2 separate regions of the Bombyx mori genome follow, and region 2 is linked to region 1. The links are chromatin contacts, called in public Hi-C maps. All regions are on one chromosome and are shown on one strand. The core of a region is the stretch at or near the end of the contact, and the rest is flanking DNA. Distances in the headings are between cores, read along the strand shown. Region 1 holds the start of rptor (regulatory-associated protein of TOR). Region 2 overlaps LOC101745506 (tuberin).

Region 1 (6,876 bases), core at 302-2,801:
CATCAACCCCACGAAAAGCACAGCGCTGCTCTTTAAAAGGGGTCGCCCTCCGAATACAACTCCAAGCAGCCCACCCCCTAATAGGCACGTTAACACCTCCGCTATTCGCCCCATCACCCTTTTCGACCAGCCCATGCCGTGAGCCTCGAAGGTCAAATACCAAGGCGTCACCCTCGACAGAGGGATGACATGCCGTCCCTATATTAAGACGGTACGCAACCGAGCCGCTTTCGTATTTGGACGCCTCTATCCAATGATTTGCAAGCGAAGTAAATTGTCCCTTCGTAATAAGGTGGCACTCTACAAAACGTGCACAAGTCCGGTCATGACGTATGCAAGTGTAGTGTTCGCACAAGCGGCCCGCACTAACTTGAAAAACCTTCGAATCAGTTAATCCCGTTTTGCAGGATAGCCGTCGGAGTACCGTGGTTCGTGAGGAACATGGATCTCCATAGAGGCATTTTTTTTATTGCTTAGATGGGTGGACGACCTCACAGCCCACCTGGTGTTAAGTGGTTACTGGAGCCCATAGACATCTACAACGTAAATGCGCCACCCACTTTGAGATATAAGTTCTAAGGTTTTAAGTATAGTTACAACGGCTGCCCCATCCTTCAAACCGAAACGGATTACTGCTTCACAGCTGAAATAGGCAGGGTGATGTTACCTACCCGTGTGTACTCACAAGTGGTACTACCACCAGTAATTACGCAAATTATAATTTTTCGGGTTTGATTTTTATTGTACGATGCTATTCCTTCACAGTGGAAGTCAATCGTGAACATTTGTTGAGTACGTATTTCATTAGAAAAATTGGTACCCGCCTGAGATTCGAACACCGGTGCATCGCAAAACACGAATGCACCGGACGTCTTATCCTTTAGGCCACGACGACATAGAGCTGGTCTCCATCAGTAAGTATCTTCAGTCGGCATCAGTGCGTCATTCTGAGAAGGCGGCACGACACGAAAACCCTCATGTCGTGGCCGCCGGTAACTACATACCCGATCCTGCATTTAGGTACCTCATGCACCGCTCACCATTCTTGTCGAACCCGGCGCTAGCGACGAAGGGCTCGGCTGGTAAATTAACACAGAGACACAGCCCACTGAGTTTCTCGCCGGATCTTCTCAGTGGGTCGGGTTTCCGTTCCGTGGTAGATTCTGCGAAGCACTGCTCTTGCTAGAGATAGTGTTGGCAATGTCCACAGGTTAGAGTCCCGTGAGCTTATCTACTCCCTCGGTTAAGCGGGCATAGCCTTTAAAGACTGCGAGCTTATGTAGAAGATAAAAAAAAAGTTTGTGAACAAAACTATACATTTTAAAGGAAAAAGGATTCTTTTCTCCTAATAAATTCCTAATAGACTCCTATATTCATTCTAATTTCTTGCAACATTTTGCGTTATACCGAATAAAAAATATTGTTTATTCCCATGTGGTAGAAAAATGGACGCGCACATGATTCTGTGAGGTTTTGAAAATGTTTTCCTCTATTATTCGAGTGTATTGAGTGTTAAAACTTATAAATTACGTGCAAAAGTGTAGTGTGAAAATGACAGAAATGCCTCCTTATCACGCTGTTAAAGATGAAGAGAAAACCAGTGGTCAGAGTGACAGTGATTCCTCTAGCGATACTGATGATTGGGATTTATCTCAATGTTTTGATAAGCCGCAGCACCTTGAGCCTATAAAAGGCGCAGAACGGGTAGAGCACTCTTGGAGAGTTAAAGAAAAGGTAAAGTAAAGAAGTCTTAAATGGTTTTTATTTATTTCAAAAGTGATGTTTGCGAAGTCAAAACAAACGCACATGGTGTTTCCGCCGTATGCAGGGTCTGGGTCGATGCCCTTTACAAAAAATGTTTGTATATATTACGACGTAGTTTGCTTCATTTAAGTCGCGTTTGAAAATGTTTCTCTAAAGTTTGTACATATTGTATTTTCTTGAAATAAGATTATGACTAAAGTCCAAATAGTTTAATTACACAGATGTGTAACCTTATTTTTTTTAATTAAAATAAATAACAACTCCATTTTCAACGCCAATCTACTAGACAAATAAGATAAACCACAAATCTTAATCTATATATTTGTAATACAAATTATTACAAAATTGTGGTCAGTTGTCATTTTTTTCATCAATTCATTTAGGATATTCAATCACTCAATTCATCAATTCATTTAGGATTATCCTTAGGTTACTATTTGTTTTATTGATATCAGAATAGATAAGATGTCAATTATATAGTACATATGGAATTTCTGGAGCATGTTCATTTAAAAAAGCTTCAAAATAATGACTACATTTAAACTAAATATTTACAGTACAAGACACATTGCGTGGCCCTAGTTCTATGCCTGAATGTTGGCGTGGACCCTCCTGATGTTGTTAAAACACAACCCTGTGCGAGGCTCGAGTGTTGGATTGGTATGAATCTTTAATTTTATCATGTTAATGTTTCAAAGCTTAGTTATTCTGTTTATTAAAATGCTCTAGCTCGGTGTATGATACTAAATAAATACTTTAATAACTCTGACTAATTGAATAAGAAATGTCCTTGCTCCCCTCTGAATCATTTAACGACATTTAGTTATGCCAACACAGCTGTTAGAAATAAATATGTCTTGTAACATTGAGACAAATTTAACATAAGATATACACACACATATACATACACATAACGCTATTGATAAACTTGAATATAATATCTCTTAGATAATGGAGAGAAGTTTAATATTTGCCAATTTTACTCTTACAGTGTTTAAAACTTGTTGTAAATGTTTATAGTTTAATTGCTTTTGTGTTTGTAAAATTTTACAGATCCTTTATCTTTATCACCGAGCAAGGCATTAGAAAGCATTGGTCATGCATTACAATCTCAGTATGAGAGATGGCAACCACGAGCCAGATACAAGCAATCTCTTGACCCCACTAGTGAAGAGGTAAGATAAACTACCAATTGCATGTAACAGTAATTGGTAGCTGAAAACTTCTAACAGCTATAAAACTGAGAATCATAAACTATGTAGAAATATTTAAATAGAAAAGAGACGTACAATAAATTTATATTTTTTTATATTTTTTTTATTGCCTATATATGTGGACGAGCTCACAGGCCACCTGGTGTTAAGTGGTTACTGGAACCCATAGACATCCACAACGTAAATGCGCCACACACCTTGAGATATAAGTTCTAAGGTCTCAGTATAGTTACTAAAAATTGAATTGATTGGTCTCAGTATAGTTACTAAGTTAATAAAAATTGAATTCTTATGTTATGTATGCTGACAATATTTATACAAACTTAATATTCACTTTTAAAATTAACAATTGTTATTTGCTCAAATGCATAGCAAATAACTACACATAACACTCATCAGAGATTGTTATGCAACTACAAATAATAGGACTCTATTAGAACAATAGTAGTAATAATCTTATTTGTAAAATAATCGCAAAAAAATAATGAAATAGATTGTCTCAATCAAAAAAAATCCTTGCCTTTGTGCCAAAATTTGATTGCAGTTAAGAGCAAGTTTAACACATTCCCTAAATTCAGTATTATACTGTATACTTACATTTGGATTCTGAGTTAAAAAGTTTATGCGAACTGCATTAACATTGGCATTATCAAGAAACTTTATCTGATTAATGACTACTTTTCTGATTACAGTTATGCATCTAATTCTGTGTACATAGTATACAACAGTATGCATAGAATAAAATTATATTGTCTTGACAATGATCTAAAAACTCTCATACTGTAATCTAAAAATTATCTAAAGGAGAACAGGGTAGTTGAGAATAAGCTGATAATTGGAGCTTCCATAATTTATACCAAAGACTAGTTAGACTGACCACATCATGATTAAGTAAAGCTAAGGATAAAATTTCTTTTTAATTAAATGACTAAAAAGGCCAGCAGGAATTTGTTTCAAGCCAATACAATTTCGGAAGCATGTGGGATGATGAATCTGTTTAATCGGAAAAGGAAATTTAATGCATCATCTAAGTAAAATTGAGAGCTATGAATGAGGAGAATGGCCATAAGAAGGTCTTTTGGCTCACATCACCTGGAGTGTGAGTTAATGCTAACAAAATGAGGTTTTAGGAAAAGATTATGTAATTAACTAAGAGCAATATTATGAAGACCATTTCAAAATATTATTATAATAATGCAACTAGGATTTAACAATACTACCAATAAGACATTTTAACAATACTGTTGATAAATCATTGAATGCCTATTTGATTAAATAAACATTGGACAAAGAAATTTGATAAGTGGCATAGTATCTTGTTTTAACAAGTCTACTAAATCACTGAAATTACTGAAGAAGAACATTAATAAAAAACATATAATAATAAAACATTTGTCTGTTTGATGACTTGAATAAAAACGACAAATATTATAATTAACAAGTAAACAAAAGGAAATCACCAAATAATAACAGTAATACTTAATAGATAATAGAGGTTGAAAGTTCAAAAAGTTTGAAGCTGTTGTGGCTTAAAGGATAAGACGCTCGGTGTACTCAAATCGAGCAATGCAACTGTGCCGGTGTTCAAATCTCCCAAATTGTATTTTAAAAAAAAAATTAATTACAAGCGTAACTCATGTTCTTGAATGAGTTCCACGATGTAGGAATACCATCGTGTAATAAAAATGAAACCCGCAAAAAAATATGCAAATTAGAATTGCGTAATTACTATTATAAATATTGATTAACATACATCAAGTCTAGAGCCGTAATAACACCATTTTCTTATGGTCGCATATCTGATTCCTGCTACATAAGAAGTATGGTGATGGGAGTCGCTCGCTTGAGGGAACATATCGGTACTTCGAATATTTAAAAAAATATTATCAGACGATTATCAAATTTATACATTTTGACCAAAACAATACCAAGTACTATAACCGGCTAAAACAGTTTATTAAAAATAATCCAAGTTGTTGGAGCCATAAAAACAGTAAAGTCATCTTTGATTGACGCAAATCTAAGAAAGTGCAATATGATCGTGATCATCTCATCGCAACAAGTTTATTATGCATCACTACGCCATTTGTATCCAAAGTAAACTGTATTTCGTGGAAAACGGGGAAGAACTTTAGCTAGTGTTTCATGTTTAATGTAACGAACTCATTAGTTTTACGTAAATTAGCTCGGTCAATCGAATTTATCGCGAGGTCGCGTGTTTCGTGTCAGCTAAGGTCGCTATGACCGCTCCCGCAATGAACCAAATGATGTTTTGGTACATGTTCTTATTAAGTTTAAGGCCAGCTCAAAACGCTCAGCTTGCTCCTACGTAATTACGAAAGTAGTTAAGTAGAAACATACTGTAGGTAAACAAGAAAATGGTCAATATTAATCGATCTCTTACTGGTGGTAGGATCACTTGTGAATCCGCGCGGGTAGGTACCACCACCTTGCCTATATCTGCCGTGAAGCAGTAATGCGTTTCGGTTTGAGGGTGGGGCAGCCGTTGTAATTATACTGAGATTTTAAAACTTATATCTCATGGTTGGTGGCACATTTACTTTGTAGATGTCTTTGGGCTCCAGTAACCACTTAACATCAGGTGGGCTGTGAGATCGTCCACCCAGCAAAGCAATAAAAAAAAATCCAATAAAAAAAAACTAAAGCGCTAATATACTTGAAATTTTCAGTTATAACAACATAATTTAAAAATATATTATACTGGTGTTTTAAGATTGAAAACATCAAAAATGAAATGCGATTTTAATTAGACCAGTTCGTAAATAATTTTAGACACTTTTGTCTCGGAAATCGTAAAATAAACGCGTGTTTGGTCTTTTTCAGGGTTTATTTTTATTTTTTTATTCCTTAGATACCCATCTAAGGACGAGCTCACAGCCCACCTGGTGTTAAGTGGTTACTGGAGCCCATAGACATCTACAACGTAAATGCGCCACCCACCTTGAGATATAAGTTCTAAGGTCTCAATATAGTTACAACGGCTGTCCCACCCTCAAACCGAAACGCATTAATGCTTCACGGCAGAAATAGGCAAGGCGGTGGTACCTACCCGTGCGGACCCACAAGAGGTGTGACAAGAGGTCACACGTGTACGTTTTGCAACACAGCAGGTGCTCTATTTACGTTTACGTCTTCTCTGTCATTACCGTAGTTTTTTGGACTTAATATCAGTACAAATGCAAAAAAAATTCATTGATTCTAATTGCGCTCTTCGTGTTTTTGTGAATCAACGTATGATTCACACCGTGACCGGCGTTTTATTTCGGTCTTTCCGATGTCACCTTCTGTTTATACAGACTTTATTTATGCGCGTTTCGTAGGTATTATATGAAATGACACGTTGCTATGATCATACACCTCCAATAAAAATAAGATTTTGCACCGATCGCGTGTTTTTTCATATATTTTTAATGCCGCAAAACTAGGAATTTATTCGTCACAAAAAAAAACTATTTTAACAACTTTATAATTTAATTCCAACCTTTTTATTAATAGTTTTATTGGTCAGGGACAACTATCGATAAGTGTGTTTAGTGCGAGTTTTTTAACTTTTCGATCGCGCAAAAGTTAACTCAAATTTGTATGGAGTTGGAACGTCTTCCCTTCGTTTGCTGCGAGAAGTTAAAAAACTCGCCCTAAACACACTGTACACATTTTCGCAGTGATGATTTAGATCATCGGGGACACAGTAATCGCTCGACTTGGATGCAGTACAGGTCGTTAGGGTTGTCAAGTCCGGTTAAGAGGGTATTACGCAGAAAAATTCTCGATTTATCAATCTCAAAAACCCAGTGTCGCTGAAAAAAAATGTCGTCATAAAAATTATAATTGTAAATAGATTAATGTATATTTTAAGTTAATTTTACCCAAAAAAACT
Region 2 (6,920 bases), core at 124-2,623, 70 kb after region 1:
TGTATTCATGACTAGTGGGTACAAATCGTATGGCACAATTATCAAGTGAGTTCGCAAAATAAATCAAAAATTTAATAATATACGAAATAAGTCAGAATATTGTTGTGCAATAAAAATAATAATAACAAAGCAATACCTAATTAATTGTTTTATCATTCCTGTTCTTTAAAATTATACCTTATGTTTATAATTATAAGCAAGACATTTTCAAAATAAGATACAAACCCAGTTACAAAGAATATAAACCTTTGCAATGTTACTTACCTGCTCTTGTTTGTTGTCGTCGTTAGATGGCGGTGGCGTGAAGGGCGCGGGGGGGTCGACACAGGACGCGGGGGGCGGCGCGGCGGGGGGCGGAGAGGGATGAAATATCATCGGGTTGAGTAGCGCCGCCACTTCTTGTAGCGGCGACTCTAGCTGGTAGTCCCAGTTCATCTGTATACATTTAAATAACTTATTATATTTTCATGTCATAAGCGCGTTAACGGCGCTGCGTAGTCATTACGGATCCTCCCGATCCATTAACGGTGCTTTTAGGTACCTCAAGCACCGGTCATGGTCCTCGCCAAATCCGTCGCTTGCGACGAGGGGCTCGACAAGTAAATTAACCCTCAGGACACAGCCCACTGAGTTTCTCGCCGGATCTTCTCAGTGGGTCGCGTTTCCGATCCGGTGGTAGATTCTGCGAAACACTGCTCTTGCTAGGGTCAGTGCTAGTAACACTCCAGTTAGAGCCCCGTGAGCTCACCTACACGTCAAGGAGAAGCTGAAATAGCCTCTCAAGGCTATCAGCATAGGTAGGGAAAAAAAAGAAACCCGCTGCGTGCCGTAAATTGGCGGGAATCGGGACTATTTCCAAATTCAACACAAATTTTCAATGGTTTTTCTTAGGGTAATAAAACCAATAAATTTGAGTTTAAAATGGTTCCGGAAGCTTACATTTTTATATACAATATGTTATTATACATAGTTGATTATAAAATATACACAAAAGCTGAAAGAACTAGAATATTTTATACGAAAAGGTTTTTACTCGTTAATACAAAATATAGTTTTTGCACATAGCAGATTTAGGTTTGACAGCGACAATTTGGAATATTGTTTAAAATTGTGTAAAATTTGGAATCAATGAACTGACGTAACGTGATGGATTCCATTTGTATTTGTGTGAGACCTCACCGTTATTATGTGTTAGAGATTGCGTTCCCTCACCTGGTTCTGCACCCGCATGACCCAGCTGACGTCGCCGGTGGGCGAGCGCACGTGTATCTCCGCCCACCCCCCGCACCAGCACGGGCACGCCCCCCCTCCCGCGAGCTCGCCCACGCGCGACCAGCTCGTGTCGTCCGTGTCCTGTACGGAGCGTGCCGGCTCATGATATTGTCGTCGCTGGCTCTCTGCACCATCAGACGTGCCTCTCGGTCGACATTGGAAACGAACACTGGTGGTACGACGTCTTGTGAGTCCGCACGGACCACACCCCACCTATTTCTGCCGTGAAGCAGTAACGCGTTTCGGTTTGAAGAGCGGGGCAGCCGATGTAACTATACTGAGACCTTAGAACTCATATCTCAAGGTGGGTGGCGGATGTCTATGGGCTCCAGTAACCACTTGATACCAGGTGGGCTGTGAGCTCGTCCACCTATCTAAGCAATAAAAAAAAGAACAGTGACGTCACAGGCGATAAAGTATAAAAGTTAAAATCATTTTATGCTTTAAACTATTATAAGTCGCTAATGTGGTCGTAATTTTATTGTCTTATCGACTTTAAAAGTAGACGAACATAATTAAAGCTCAACTCTGGTCATGAATGGTCAGCGATGATCATGAACTTCACCATGAGCGCTTAGGAGAGTATCCAAGCAGTGTTTGAATAAGAATACGTCACAACTAATAGTTTAAAAAAATACAATTTTTAAAAACAACTCACCTCCTGGTAGTTCCAGAAACTTTACCTGCAAAGTCTCAACTCAACCATAGAAGAGTGGGTAGTACCTTAAGCAGTCTGCTATTTACCTAATTTCAGTGAATGCTTACCACCTCCTTGGATATCCTTTCGAACCGCTGTGAGAATTGGTTGAGGACTTCGACTAGAGGATCTGTTGTCTTATTGTTCTCCGATGAATTTTGTCTGTGAAATAATTTACTTATACAGTTATATAACTCTTTTTCTACAATCAAACACGACATTATTTCTATGTTTTAAGTACAGAATAAGGATTGTCAATGAACGAAATTCTCGCTTTTTTGGAACGAAGTTCCTTATGGGACGATGCGGAGGGGAACCGGGAAAAAACGTCCGTAACGTAAGATTTTTATTAGTAATGCACACAGTGTTCGACTTAACTTTGTAATAACGTACAAATTAGTAATGCACACAGTGTACGATTTAGCTTTGTAATAACGTACAAATAATAACATATTTTTTATAAATCATTATGTAAACCCGAATAATTATTTTCTGTATACCTCGAATAGAACTTAAAATTAATATTTTTATAATAAGGAACTTCGTTTCTATCCGGTGTCCCACGACACCACACCTCTTTCTTTTAATTAGCAGTTCTAAAACATGAGTCGTAAAGGTAGCAGACAGTAGTGTAATATTTTTAGCGTTATTTTTAATGTAACATACAGCATTGTAAACGTTTATTGCATTGCAGTTATTTTATATACGTTCAAAACACAAATGTGACCAAGACGTCTTTAGCGGAGTATGTACTCACCTTCTTCAGTGCGCTCCTTGAAGTTTGATCGAGCTGGTTTTTTATTCGTTGCCTCATCTAATCGTGACTACTAGATAATTCCGTTTGTATACTGAATGAAGCGAGCGTGATTCACGATTTAATATTAGCCATTTCCAAAACTAACTGCACAAAAGCATGCAAAGCGTATTTGATGTCTAATGGAAACACTGTCTAGAACAATTATGTTTGTTTCGCATAGCTTTTTGTAGCTTAATTGCTAAAGAATTTTGCCAGCCCGACATAATATCGAGTTTGGCAACGGAAAATTTCTCTGCCTACGTTAGGACTATAGTAATACTCTTCTTAAATCTCGTTTGAGGATATTTCAACTTAATTATAAGTATTTTCAAACACCGTTTTAAGTTATGCATAAGTCAAATGGACTGGCTATATTTTTTTACATACGTCGTATGTAAAAGTATGATACCTTTAAAGTTTTTGTTTTAATTTTCATGTTTTAATACGAAAATATTAAGAATATTGGGAATCTTTACTATAAGGCACATCTTGAAAGCTGTTCCTCACGTTATTCCATTTTTGTTGTTAATTCTGGGCGTTGTAAACAGTATGTTGTGATTACTAAATTTGCGTTTATTTGCATGTCCCTTTTAAACTTTTCTTAGTACCTTTAAAGTTGTTTCCCGATATTTTCCGGCATATCTATAAGGTCGGCCGTGGTAAATCAACTGAGTCGTTTCAAAATTAATATTTAACTATATGGTGTATATATTTAGATATGTACTTTTTTGTATGGTATTTTAGGTATTTATATTTGTTAAATTCATATGCTTAATGTTTATATATTATATGTATTTATTTAAATTTATATTTAGTAAGACTATATTGTACAGCATTTATTTTTCCCTGAATTATCAACCGAAGTACCTATTACGTTCTTTTCTGTATCACCCTTTGTCGACTGGTAGATTATTTCTTAGGTACAGGGTGGCCCATAAGTCCTTTGAAAAGTAAAATTTGAATAAAACGAACAGGGCGCGCGTGAGCGGTGCAGGGGAAGCGGGGGGAGTAACTTCGGTTTCTGGGAATTTAGTCGCGATGGAGCGTTTTACCGGAGCGGACCGTGCGTTTTGTGTGCGCGAGTTTTATAAAAACGACAATTCGGCAACCGTTGCGCGGCGTAAATTTCGAGAACACAAAGGTTTACACAACTTTGACGACACTCCAACTCTTCAAACGATTAAGAACTGGGTTGCTAAGTTCGAGGAGACCGGTTCGACGTTAGATAAACCGCGGTTGGGTCGCCCAAGGACGTCACGTACGGAACAAAACATAGACACAGTGACACAGTCTATTCGCGAAAATCCGACACAGTCAACTCGTAAGCGCGCCAGAGCATTAAACGTATCCAGGACATCGTTACAACGGATTTTGAAGAAAGATTTACATATGCACCCTTACAAAATTCAGTTGGTTCAAGAATTAAAGGAAACTGACGGTATTCAAAGACAAAATTATGCGAATGAAATGTTGAATCGGTTTACTTCCTTCAATAACATAATGTTCTCTGACGAGGCTCATTTCCATCTTAACGGGCATGTTAGTAAACAAAATTGCCGCTATTGGAGCCCCATCAATCCAAAACTTAAGCATCAGAAGCCCTTACATAGTCCGAAAGTATGGTATGGTATGGTATGGTATCCTAGGGCCTTACTTCTTTGAGGATGGCAGAGGGCGCGCAGTTACTGTTACGTCGGAGCGATATGTGGCTATGATCGAAGAGTTTTTCATACCAGAATTGCCAAACTTTTCAGGCTTTAATGCCAGGACGTGGTTTCAACAGGATGGGGCCACTTCTCACACCTCTAACACTGCTATGCCCGTTATCCGTCAACTTTTTCCTGGCAAAGTTATCTCTAAGAGAGGAGACATTTCCTGGCCTCCACGTAGTCCAGATCTGACCCCGATGGATTTTTTTTTGTGGGGCTACCTTAAGGCTAAAGTATACGACACAAACCCGCGGTCAATTGAGGCCCTAAAAGAAAACATCCGCAGAGAAATGACAAGCATTTCAGCAGTGACGTGCCGCGCAGTCATCGACAATTTTAGACGTCGTTTGCAAGAGTGCCGTGATCGCAACGGATTACATTTAGGAGATGTTATTTTCAAAAAATAATTCCCGTTTTTTAAGCTTTTTATGTAAATAAAAATTTTATTCATAATGTAATTAGTTTTATTTTAATAAATTTTTTTTCATATCAAAGGACTTATGGGCCGCCCTGTATTAAGTCCGCAAACGCACATTAATATGCATGAAGTTTAATAAATAAATAAAAATTATTCCATTAGGTAATGTTATTGTATCATTGTGTAACAGCGCACTGAGTTTCTCGCCGGATCTTCTCAGTGAGTCGCGTTTCCGATCCGGTGGTAGATTCCGCGAAGCACTGCCCTTGTTAGGGCTAGTGTTAACAACGTCCTCAGGTTAGAGCTCCGTGAGCTCACCTACTCGTTCGGTGAATCTAGTATGACCTTTCAAGGTCACTAGAATAGGTCGGTAAAAAAAGTGTAACTAGACCCCTCGCATGGCACGGCTGGACTGTGAGGGGATGACAGAGTCCTCAGACCTACATACATCAATGTTACATAAAAAAAAAACTTTTCAAAAGCGAGCCAAAACCATACATGATTGGAGTCTCCTTTTAAGCGTACAAGCCTGTACTAGGAGTATACTTTCGCGTGGTGTTTCCATGAGCCGTCAAATAGTATGAAAGCATATTAGTCGTTTTAGTAGGGGCGCTTGGACCTGGTGGTGTGTCCGCTGGTGGGCGGCAGGAGGGGGGCGTCGCAGCATGACAGGGACGAGCAGCTGGTCTCCGTGGAGCGGCTGTGCTGCAGCGACCGCTTGCTGTAGCTACACACGCACACACACGCTGCCTCACACCGCACCCCGCCCACACCACGTGTACGCATTGACCAGTAGGACTTATTTTTTTATTGGCCTTGTAGGCAGACGAGCATGCGGCCCACCTGATGGTGAGTGGTTACCGTCGCCCATGGACTTCAGCAATGCCAGGGGCAGAGCCAAGCCGCTGCCTACCGCTTAGTACTCTCCACAAGCCTCGTTTGAAGAAGGACGTGTCGTCCACACTAATTGAGGCAAGGGTAGGGTAGCCACCGATCCAATATAAACGAGAGATGGACTTAATACCTCGCCGTGTGGCCACCCTGGCTTTGATTGACCGACGAGTGTACGAATAAACGCGATAAATCAATTTCATTAAATATTTATTCCAATTTTGAGCAAACCAAAAATCATTTTCATTTAAAATTTCAACTATGATGGTGCTAATGATTTTGTTGAATACGGCCGCGATTATGTTTTGAATTCATAATTTGATATAAATAGTCGGCCACATATGGAGTATTTTACGTGTGGTCATCAACGATTCACGAACGCGATTATTTATGTTAATTTACATTTCCATAAAAGACTTATTACTAAAAAAAAAAATTTTTATTTTCTTTTATTCTGTTTATAATATAATATAAGTGTAGCGTGCGGTGTAGGCGATAGTACCGGTTATAAAAAGCCCCTTGTTATTCACGAAGGAAACTCGGAAAACCTTAGTTTGGCGTCGACTGAAAACTCACAACTATTTTAAATTTTAAAATGTTTTTAGTTTATTTAGACGAACGAAGCGTACCCGCAAATTGTTCTGTTTCTCTCTAACGCGAGTGTTAGAAGAGGACGGATTATTAGTCTAGTTTTGCGTGGTCTAGTACAAATGCAGTCACAGGATAAAGACAGGATAATTCGGATATGATAAAATTGTTTTTTTAATGCTACTTTCGACGTTATGATTTTAGCTCTTACAGAGTGAATCATCGATAGATCGACTCTTTATTAATACGTATAAAGTGCGGAGAGTCGGAATATCGACTATTGCGCAGTTTAATTATAGGTATTAGGTATTGACCTTTAAGAACGTGTCTTATCGTCTTTTTAATAAGTCAATAACATTTATAAGTAAAATAATACTAAGTAGACAACAATATCATTGAAATTGAAAAAAAAAATAACACGATTTTAGAAGTATTGCAGAGTTTTCAGTCGCACGACTAACTTTTACCAACCCAGTTTCACAGAAATATAGACCTTATTGCGTGTTCTTAAGCGTTAGTTGGAGTCACCAAGAGAAAGCGTAAAGCTCA

Evidence for each region. A called contact is a pair of places that touch in the nucleus more often than the background predicts.
Region 2: a contact with region 1 is called in a Hi-C map of whole pupa, with 2.2 times the contacts expected there. The contact joins the enhancer-like site here to the promoter of rptor in region 1. A contact is called at or near these places in 2 of 7 Hi-C or Micro-C datasets (both in whole pupa).

What each region holds. Positions count from the first base shown.
Region 1 is chr17:787,004-793,879 of ASM3026992v2, forward strand. rptor (regulatory-associated protein of TOR) reads left to right here and starts at 1,552. Exons shown (of 25, transcript NM_001190843.1): 1 at 1,552-1,734; 2 at 2,322-2,424; 3 at 2,818-2,939. The coding sequence starts at 1,552.
Region 2 is chr17:856,893-863,812 of ASM3026992v2, forward strand. It overlaps LOC101745506 (tuberin), which reads right to left. Exons shown (of 38, transcript XM_062673241.1): 22 at 2,038-2,131; 23 at 1,213-1,353; 24 at 265-435. Among protein-coding and RNA genes, the nearest start is that of Mir2774a-3, 10 kb to the right of the region's middle. Within about 2 kb of position 1,374, at least 2 of the 8 cell types and tissues checked have open chromatin away from gene starts, as enhancers often do.